Regions from separate parts of the Xenopus laevis genome. Here region 2 is linked to region 1. A link is a contact called in public Hi-C data. All regions are on one chromosome and are shown on one strand. The core of a region is the stretch at or near the end of the contact, and the rest is flanking DNA. Distances in the headings are between cores, read along the strand shown.

What was found. A called contact is a pair of places that touch in the nucleus more often than the background predicts.
Region 2: a Hi-C map of the XTC cell line shows a contact between it and region 1, with 2.6 times the contacts expected there. The contact joins the promoter of ciao2b.L here to the enhancer-like site in region 1. A contact is called at or near these places in 2 of 4 Hi-C or Micro-C datasets (the XL177 cell line and the XTC cell line).

What each region holds. Positions count from the first base shown.
Region 1 is chr5L:18,435,008-18,439,340 of Xenopus_laevis_v10.1, forward strand. It overlaps cdc42bpa.L (serine/threonine-protein kinase MRCK alpha), which reads right to left. Exons shown (of 40, transcript XM_041562571.1): 30 at 3,401-3,617; 31 at 3,239-3,301; 32 at 1,764-2,357. Among protein-coding and RNA genes, the nearest start is that of coq8a.L, 81 kb to the left of the region's middle. Within about 2 kb of position 2,069, at least 1 of the 7 cell types and tissues checked has an H3K27ac peak or open chromatin away from gene starts, as enhancers often do.
Region 2 is chr5L:18,567,113-18,571,445 of Xenopus_laevis_v10.1, forward strand. ciao2b.L (cytosolic iron-sulfur assembly component 2B L homeolog) reads right to left here and starts at 2,000. Exons shown (of 5, transcript NM_001095363.1): 1 at 1,846-2,000; 2 at 693-772; 3 at 294-419; 4 at 104-149. The coding sequence starts at 1,972.

The DNA.
Region 1 (4,333 bases), core at 819-3,318:
ATAATTATCTTACTTCCTGCCTAAAGAATGTGTTATCTATCAAAAGCAATGAAATGCACAGCTATAATCTTTACCAACAAGCCTTGCGTGTGTGTGTGTGTTGGGTTTCATGTAACAAAGGAACTGTTATAATAAGAACATTAAAAAGGGCTTTGTAAATGAATCATTTATTTATTATATAAAAGGGATAATGTACTGCCTACTGTCATTTTTAACTATATTAGGAGTCACTGAGGGGTCCTTTAACCATATAAAGGCACAAGGCTACAGGCTGAGTTATACAGGGAACTCTGAGTATCACTCATGTATTATAAGGGATAATGTACCCCCTGCTGTAAATGATAAGGATATTAGAAGTCACTGAGGGGTTGTTCTGTGACCATATAAAGGCACAAGGCTACAGGTTGAGTTATACAAGGAACTCCGAGTATCACTCATGTATTATAAGGGATAATGTACCCCCTACTGTAAATAATAAGGATATTAGAAGTCACTGAGGGGTTCTGTGACCATATTAAGGCACAAGGCTACAAGTTGAGTTATACAAGGAACTCCGAGTATCACTCATGTATTATAAGGGATAATGTAGCCCCTACTGAAAATGATAAGGATATTAGAAGTCACTGAGGGGTTGTTCTGTGACCATATAAAGGCACAAGCCTGCAGGCTGAGTTATACAGGGAACTCTGAGTATCACTCATGTATTATAAGGGATAATGTACCCCCTACTGAAAATGATAAGGATATTAGAAGTCACTGAGGGGTTGTTCTGTGACCATATAAAGGCACAAGGCTGCAGGCTGAGTTATACAGGGAACTCTGAGTATCACTCATGTATTATAAGAGATAATGTACCCCCTACTGTAAATGATAAGGATATTAGAAGTCACTGAGGGGTTGTTCTGTGACCATATAAAGGCACAAGGCTGCAGGCTGAGTTATACAGGGAACTCTGAGTATCACTCATGTATTATAAGGGATAATGTACCCCCTACTGTAAATAGGGGTATATTAGATGTTTACTAAGGGTTCTGTGACCATATGAAAAAAAATTCAACATTGGAATGTCTATGGAGATGCCCTGTGCAAATATTATTGCCAATAAGAACTACTGCAAAATATTTTGTGCCTGTTTGGTACATTTTGCCCCCTAAAAAGCAGCAATAAAGTAATCTAGAAAGCTATAATAAAAAACAAATACCAGACTTAAAGGAAAACTATACCCCTCAAACAATGTAGGCCTCTATAAAAAGATATTGCATAAAACAGCTCATATGTAAAACCCTGCTTTCATGTAAATAAACCATTTTCATAATAAAATACCTTTTTAGTAGTATGTGCCATTGGATGATCATAAATAGAGAAATGCCATTTTAAAAAATAAGGGCCGTCCCCTGGGATTGTATGATTCACGGTGCACACAAACAAACTATACTTGCTAGAGCCAATTAACAGACAGAGTTGTGTATTTTGCTTCCACACTTCTTCCTGTTACAGTTAGAGTTGCAGTATTTCTGGTCAGGTGATCACTGAGGCAGCACAGAGACCATCACAAAATGGTGGTTCAAGGCAAGAGATGTAAAATGGCAATATTTACTTAAATATATACACCAGTTTGATATGATTCTTTAATATACCACTTAATTTGATATAAACCATCTGTTGCTCAAGTATTCATTTTGGGGTATAGTTTTCCTTTAAGGGGGTAATTTTCTCATGCAACTTCACCTCACATAACCACAGATGGATGCTGGAACACTTACAGCAAGACAAAGGAACGGCAGGCCACATTAGTTCCTGTTGCCGTGACCTTCGGCCCTGGTAGTCGACATAAACCCCAACGCTGCTAAAACACAGCAGGTATTCCTTATTTGAGATTTCAACTGCACAAATGGCGTCCGTAGGTTGCTGCGTGATGAAAGACAGTGTGTGGTCGTCTGAATGGAGAAGGCTATACGGGCTCCCTTCAGCGTGCAAAGGATACAGAATAAATCCCGACTGAAAACCCACGCACAGGCGCTCGTTAAAAATACCCATCCACTGAACATTTCCCGGAACCTGGATCTCCTTGATCTTTTTGTGGCGTGTCTTGCTTTGGTTGAGTTCATAACAGAGAACCTGTCTTTTCATGGACACGCATAAGCACGTGAGGGCCCCGTTGCGCACCTGTCCAGATACTATGCCCTGGCAGCCTTTAGTTTCTACCAGTTTATAAAACTCTGTCTCTCGCCCATCCAGGGATATCATGGGGTAAAGCCGGACGTGGCGGTTCCTTCCGGATATCACTGCAATGAGCTGCTCGTAGGGGATGAGCTCAACCTGGTGAACTTTCTTGTTATCTCCAACACGAATAATCTCTATGAAAGGATGGAGAAACATACATGAATATAGCCATAGAAAAGGTCTGTAATTAAATGGGATAGTCTCAAAGGCAGATGTAGTGGTCATGAATGCTACAGTACATTGGATCAACGTGCACGAAAGCTTAATATATAGAGAGGTACTATGGTACTTCTTGGGGATTAAAGGAACAGTTCAGTATACAAATAAAAATTGGGTAAATAGATAGGCTGTGCAAAATAAAAAATGTTTCTAATATAGTTATTTAGCCAAAAAAGTAATGTATAAAGACTGGAGTTACTAAATGTCTAACAGAACACAATGTCCTGCTTTTCAGCTCTCTAACTCTGAGTTAGTCAGCGACTTTAAAGGGGGCCACAACTGTTCAGTGCATTTGCAATAGATCCTTCACATGCAGCTCAAATTCAAAAGCAACAGTTATGACCTATGTACCCCCCTCAAGGCTCTGATTGGTTACTGCCTGGTAACCAATCAGTGGAAACCAAGAGAGCTAAAAAGCAGAAAGTACATTTCTGTCTATTATGTTAGACATCCAGTCACTCCAGCCTTTATACATTACATCTTTGGCTAACTAACTATATTAGAAACATTTTTTATTTTGCACAGCCTGTCTAATTACCCAGTTTTTATTTTTTATACTGAAGTATTGCTTTAAAGAGGTGGCACCCCAAACCTGAGCGACCATGCAACAACCTGCCCATAGGCCTAAACTTGATTTTTGCTATGAAGTACTCTAAAGTGGAAACCAGTGAAGTGGAAGGAAGTACCTACAGGAGACCTGCTTATAATTCTGAGACGGTGGTTACATTTTTCTAAAACAAAGGACAACCACAGCCCATGTTATCAAATCTCAATCTGTTGCCATCTTGTATCTTACCGTCTTTCGTGACGTGTACAACAAACAGTCCCTCCTCATTGCCCAGTGCTATTCGTTCATGATCTGCATCAGGAAAGAAACAAGATCATAGATATCCAACGTGAGTTCAGGTTTGTTTGGAATGCATTGATGTGCAAAATAACCCCAGGAGCCCAGTATTACCCAATATAGCAGCCGACTGAGTGTTCTTGATGAGCGGCAGAGTGCTGTCGTAGGCCTCTTTAGGGATGTAGACTGCCCGGTCTTTGAGCTTGTTCTTCTTCAGGATCCGGTGCAGTTCATTCAGCACTCCCACCCACTTGCCCTTCTCACTCTCGCTGTCAGCCAGGATTAGGATTGAGCACTTGTTGCTTGACGCTGAGAGCTGAGAAGCTGTTACCTAGAGAGGGAAGCAAAGAAAACAAGTTGCAATCAAACAGCATCTCCATATACCTGATCTGATTATGTCCCATGGGGTGGTTATAAGTAAGACTTGGTTAATTATACATCATTAGAACAACAGAGATTTAATTAAAGGGGAACTATTGCGAAAATAAAAATTTAATACAAGCTTCCTCATACTGAAATAAGAGACTTTCTAAATACATTCAATTTAATATTCTGCATCATTTCAGAAATAATCAAGTTTATCTTCACTATTCCTCTCTCAGCATTGATTTCTCTTTGTTCTGTCTTCTTGCAGCAGTTGGGTGTCAGATATTCATTGACAGTTAGATTCAATATATCTTTAGGGGAGGCTCCTTTCCTAGCAGATGAATTAGAGCTCACTCAAATAACAGATTCCAGTACAAAAAAAATCTAACAAAATAACTGCCTTTTGCACAAATCCTGCATGTAGAGAGACATGATGTCTGGTGATTTTAATAGAGTGAGCTCTAATACATCTTCTAGGCAAATGGAGCCCCCCTATAAGATATATTTGATCTGTCAATGAATATCTGACACCCAACTGCTGCATGAAGACACAATGAAGAGAAACAGATGCTGAGAGAGGAATAGTGAAGATAAACTTGATTATTTCAGAAATGATGCAGAATATTTAAGAAACTTTCTAATTACATTTTTTTTTGATAATTTCAGAAACAGTACAGAATA
Region 2 (4,333 bases), core at 750-3,249, 130 kb after region 1:
AATCTGTCATTCAAGGCTGGGACTAAGGACAGAGACCAAGGAGGGTTCATAGTCCTTCTCCCAAACACAGTGCAACGGTTATGTGATATTAGTGGAAACTTACCGGCATGCTCAGAGGCGTGGGTGCCGGGAGTTATATGGACGTCCACCTGGAAGAGTAGAAATATGCACATGAGATAACAATGGACAAGTCTGGGGGGGCAGGATAACAATTTACTCAGCCGCCAGCTTTTATTTTTCAAATTTTAATATACAAACTAGGGTTCACCTGCAGATCCCATTTATGTACCCACCTTAAACCTTTCCGGCAGAGAGCGCAGGAGCTTTACTTTAATGGAGAGGCCGATCAGCGTTGCCATACTGCAGTGTGGAATGGTTGGGGTAAACTCGACAGACACCAAGTTCTCCTCATCACTTACCTGCACAGTAACAAACAAACAAAACTCACAGTAATGGGGAAACTCACACAATGAATGAGCCCTCCACAATGGGAGTCTAAGGACCTCACACTTATAGTGGTCACAGAGATTTGCCTTTAGAAGGATAAGTGGAAATACTATGTAAGTAAAAATGTAGGCGGGGTGCTGCTAAGTTATTGGAGAACATGATGATAGATATAGATAAATACAGACAGACATCACATCATGTTGATATGCTGGAGGTCAGTTCACAGGATAAAAAATAATTTTCACCTTCACTCGAATTTCTTCAACCACGTTTAGTTCCTCCAGTGTGAGTGGATGTTCGGGGTCATTTATACAGCGAATCAGATGTACTCGAATTAAGGGCAATGGAAGGGAAAGCAGACAGTATGCACAATGAAAACAACATATAATCGACCAAGGGTTAAAGGGCCAGTATGTCCAATGGTGAATATTTGATTCACTGTTACAGGTTATACTGTATCTGTGTATCAGTTCATTGGAAATTTCCAACGTGTGTGTGATATATATATATATATATATATATATATATATATATATATTTCTTATAGATGGACCCGCACTTCAAATTCATGTGAAGAAAAGGCTTTTATTTATTACTCGTGCATCCTAAAAAAATAAAAGGCATAAATAAAAGCCTTTTTTTCACATGAATTTGGAGTGCGGGTCCATCTATAAGAATTATACATTTGAATTTGACCCAGCACCCGCAAACAGAAGTTGGAGTTTGAGTGCAGGTACCATCTGAACATATGGAGTTATATACATCACAGCCAATACAAAAGGTGAGGAAGGTCCTGCGCAAAGGAGCTTACAAATGAATGGAATAAGACACAAGGTGTGGGAGTGGGCAAGATCAGAATTAAGTGAGTGAGAGATGTAGTACTGTATGTGGTATTGCATTGGGGAGAAGCAGAATGAGGGTAGGCTTCTCTAAAGAAGTGCGTTTTAAGAGATCTTTTGAAAGCAGAAAGGGCAGTTGCTGGGGTAGATGGAGAGGGAAAGGGCAGGTGGAGAGGGAAAGAACAATTGCTGGGGCAGATAGAGAGGGAAAGGGCAGATAGAGAGGGAAAGAACAGTTGCTGGGGCAGATAGAGAGGGAAAGGGCAGATAGAGAGGGAAAGAACAGTTGCTGGGGCAGATAGAGAGGGAAAGGGCAGTTGCTGGGGCAGATAGAGAAAGGGAAGATGGAGGGGGAGGGCAGTTGCAGGGGCAGATAGACAATGACGGGTCAGTTGCTGGAGCAGACAGGCTGCTGCTGAGTATAGAAGAGAGAATGGTACTGGGGGAAGGAAGGCTGCAGGTAGGGAGCTCATTACTATACTGGGGCAGCTGAGGAATCGGTATGGGGTGAATGTGACTCTATGCCAGGAATACAATTTACACATACAGGGAAGGATATCAAAGATCTCCCGGTCATCGATCCTGTCCGTAGCGTCCTCATCCTCCTCCTGAGCAGTAACCTGCCGCTCCCCCGCCCGTCGGTAAATGAGCGGATTGGCGTTCTCCAGCTGACTTCCTCCCACCATCACTGAACCCTTGTACCCTTACCAGGACTGTACCACTTCCGTCAAGGCCAACCCGTGCAAGAATTGGTTCCGTCCGGCAAAATCCTACCTATTGGCCTACTCTTGAGCAGCGAGCCAATCGCCGGGCGCTACAATTCGATTGGTTCCTAAATCCTCCCAATCAACACCTGCGCCAAAGAAGGGCGGAAAGTGTGAGCTTGCCATGTTTTATTCTGGCATATTGGACTCGGCATTTATAGGTTGCTATGGTTTGACCCGGAAGCCGGAAGTCTTACATAAACGATTCAATGGTATGTTGGACAGTATGTAACATAAATGTGTCATTGTCTGACGAAGAGCGGCATAAAGACATCTCCATTTTTTTTATAGATTTTTTTATTACACTGAGATGGTAAAGAAAGTCTGGGAGTGCTGAGATGAGCAACTGGTGTCTGGGCTGAGAGCTCTCTAGTGTTAAACATCACCATTGAACAGTCTCTGCTAATGTGTTTGTCTCAGCCCAGGGGGGCAGGGTTTGAACCTTTCATGGAAAACAACTCTGGCTTTTATTATTATTATACTAGAGATCTGTGACACTTATAGACTGAAGTTCCTTCGCTTTATTCCTTTTTGTATTATAAGGCTAGGGCCACACAGAGGCCGAAATCAGCTTCTAATTATCCAGTGGATTTCATCTATCTGATTTTGGCCCCGTGTGGCCCTAATCCAATGGCTGTGCTTAGTTACCAGAAATAAGACTGAGCAGAACCTGATCCTCCCTGTGCTACATGGGACTAAACTTCACTACACCATCATGATCTGATGTTACACAAAGTAGGGCCACCTTAGCTAATAACAAGGTTACAGATAAATAGAAACATTGGGGTAACAGTCACCCTGCTATAGTTCCAGGGGTACCCAGGGCACAAATGAGCACTCACCCCAAAATTCACCCTAAATGGCCTTCAGTCTGGGCCCCCTTAGCTCATAACAAGGTTACAGATATATAGAAACATTGGGGTAACAGTCACCCTGCTATAGTTCCAGGGGTACCCAGGGCACAAATAAACACTCACCCCAAATCTCCCCCTAACTGACCTTCAGACTGGGCCCTCTTAGCTCATAACAAGGTTACAGATATATAGAAACATTGGGGTAATAGTCACCCTGCTATAGTTCCAGGGGTACCCAGGGCACAAATAATCACTCACCCCAAATCTCACCCTAACTGACCTTCAGACTGGGCCCCCTTAGCTCATAACAAGGTTACAGATATATAGAGACATTGGGGTAATAGTCACCCTGCTATAGTTCAAGGGGAAGAGGTAGTGAACAGGGGCTTTGCAATACCTGGGAAACCAGTAGCATCTCCGGAACAGTCTGTGAACTGGACAAAGAACCATCAGTGAATATATAGTGAATAAAGTACCCCCTCTTGTAAAATATAAGGATATTATAAGTTACCGAGGAGGCCGAGTGTTTTTATACAGGTCATGGAACTCCGAGGTAACTTATAATATCCTCATATTTTACAACTAGGGGTACTTTATTAATTATAATACACAAATTTTAGTGAGTCATGTGACAGAAATTACATCACTACTCACCGTTTATAACTGATGACATCACTACTCACCGTTTATAAGGATATAATTTACAAGATATTCATGGCTTTTGTGTATTATATGAATATATACAGACACTAGCCGGGAGTCCGCAAGGCTCAGGATACAGAGAGCAACACTTTGATCCAAGGCACCCAGAGACAGATTATCAGGAGGTAAACAGTATAAATGTGCCATATATTGAATGGTTGTGTAGTCATAAGGCTGTTGTAATGCACCTGTGTGACTAGTCTGCCCAAGCCATCTTTCACCTTTAAATTAACTTTTAGTATGACGTGGAGAGTTATATTCTGAGACAATTTGCAATTGGTTTTCATTTTACGAGTTATTTAGCTTTTTATTCAGCAGCTCTCCAGTTTCCAATTTCAGCAATTTGGTTCATAGGGTCCAAATTACCCTAGCAACCATGCATTGAACTGATTAAGAGATTAGGATATGAATAGGAGATGCTTCAATCGAGAGATGAGTAATAAAAAGTAGCAATAATAATACATGTGTAGCCTTATAGAGCATTTGTTTTTTAGATGGGGTCAGTGACCCCCACTGGAAAGCTGTAAAGAGTCAGAAGTAAAAGGCAAATAATTAAAAAACTATAAAAAAATAAATAATGAAGACCGATTGAAAAATTGCTTAGAACTGACCATTCTATAACATACTAAAAGTTAATTTAAAGGTGAACCACCCCTTTAAATTACATTTCATGTAATGCTCATTTGTACCAGAGTGACACCTAGTGGCTGTTGGTGGAACTTACACT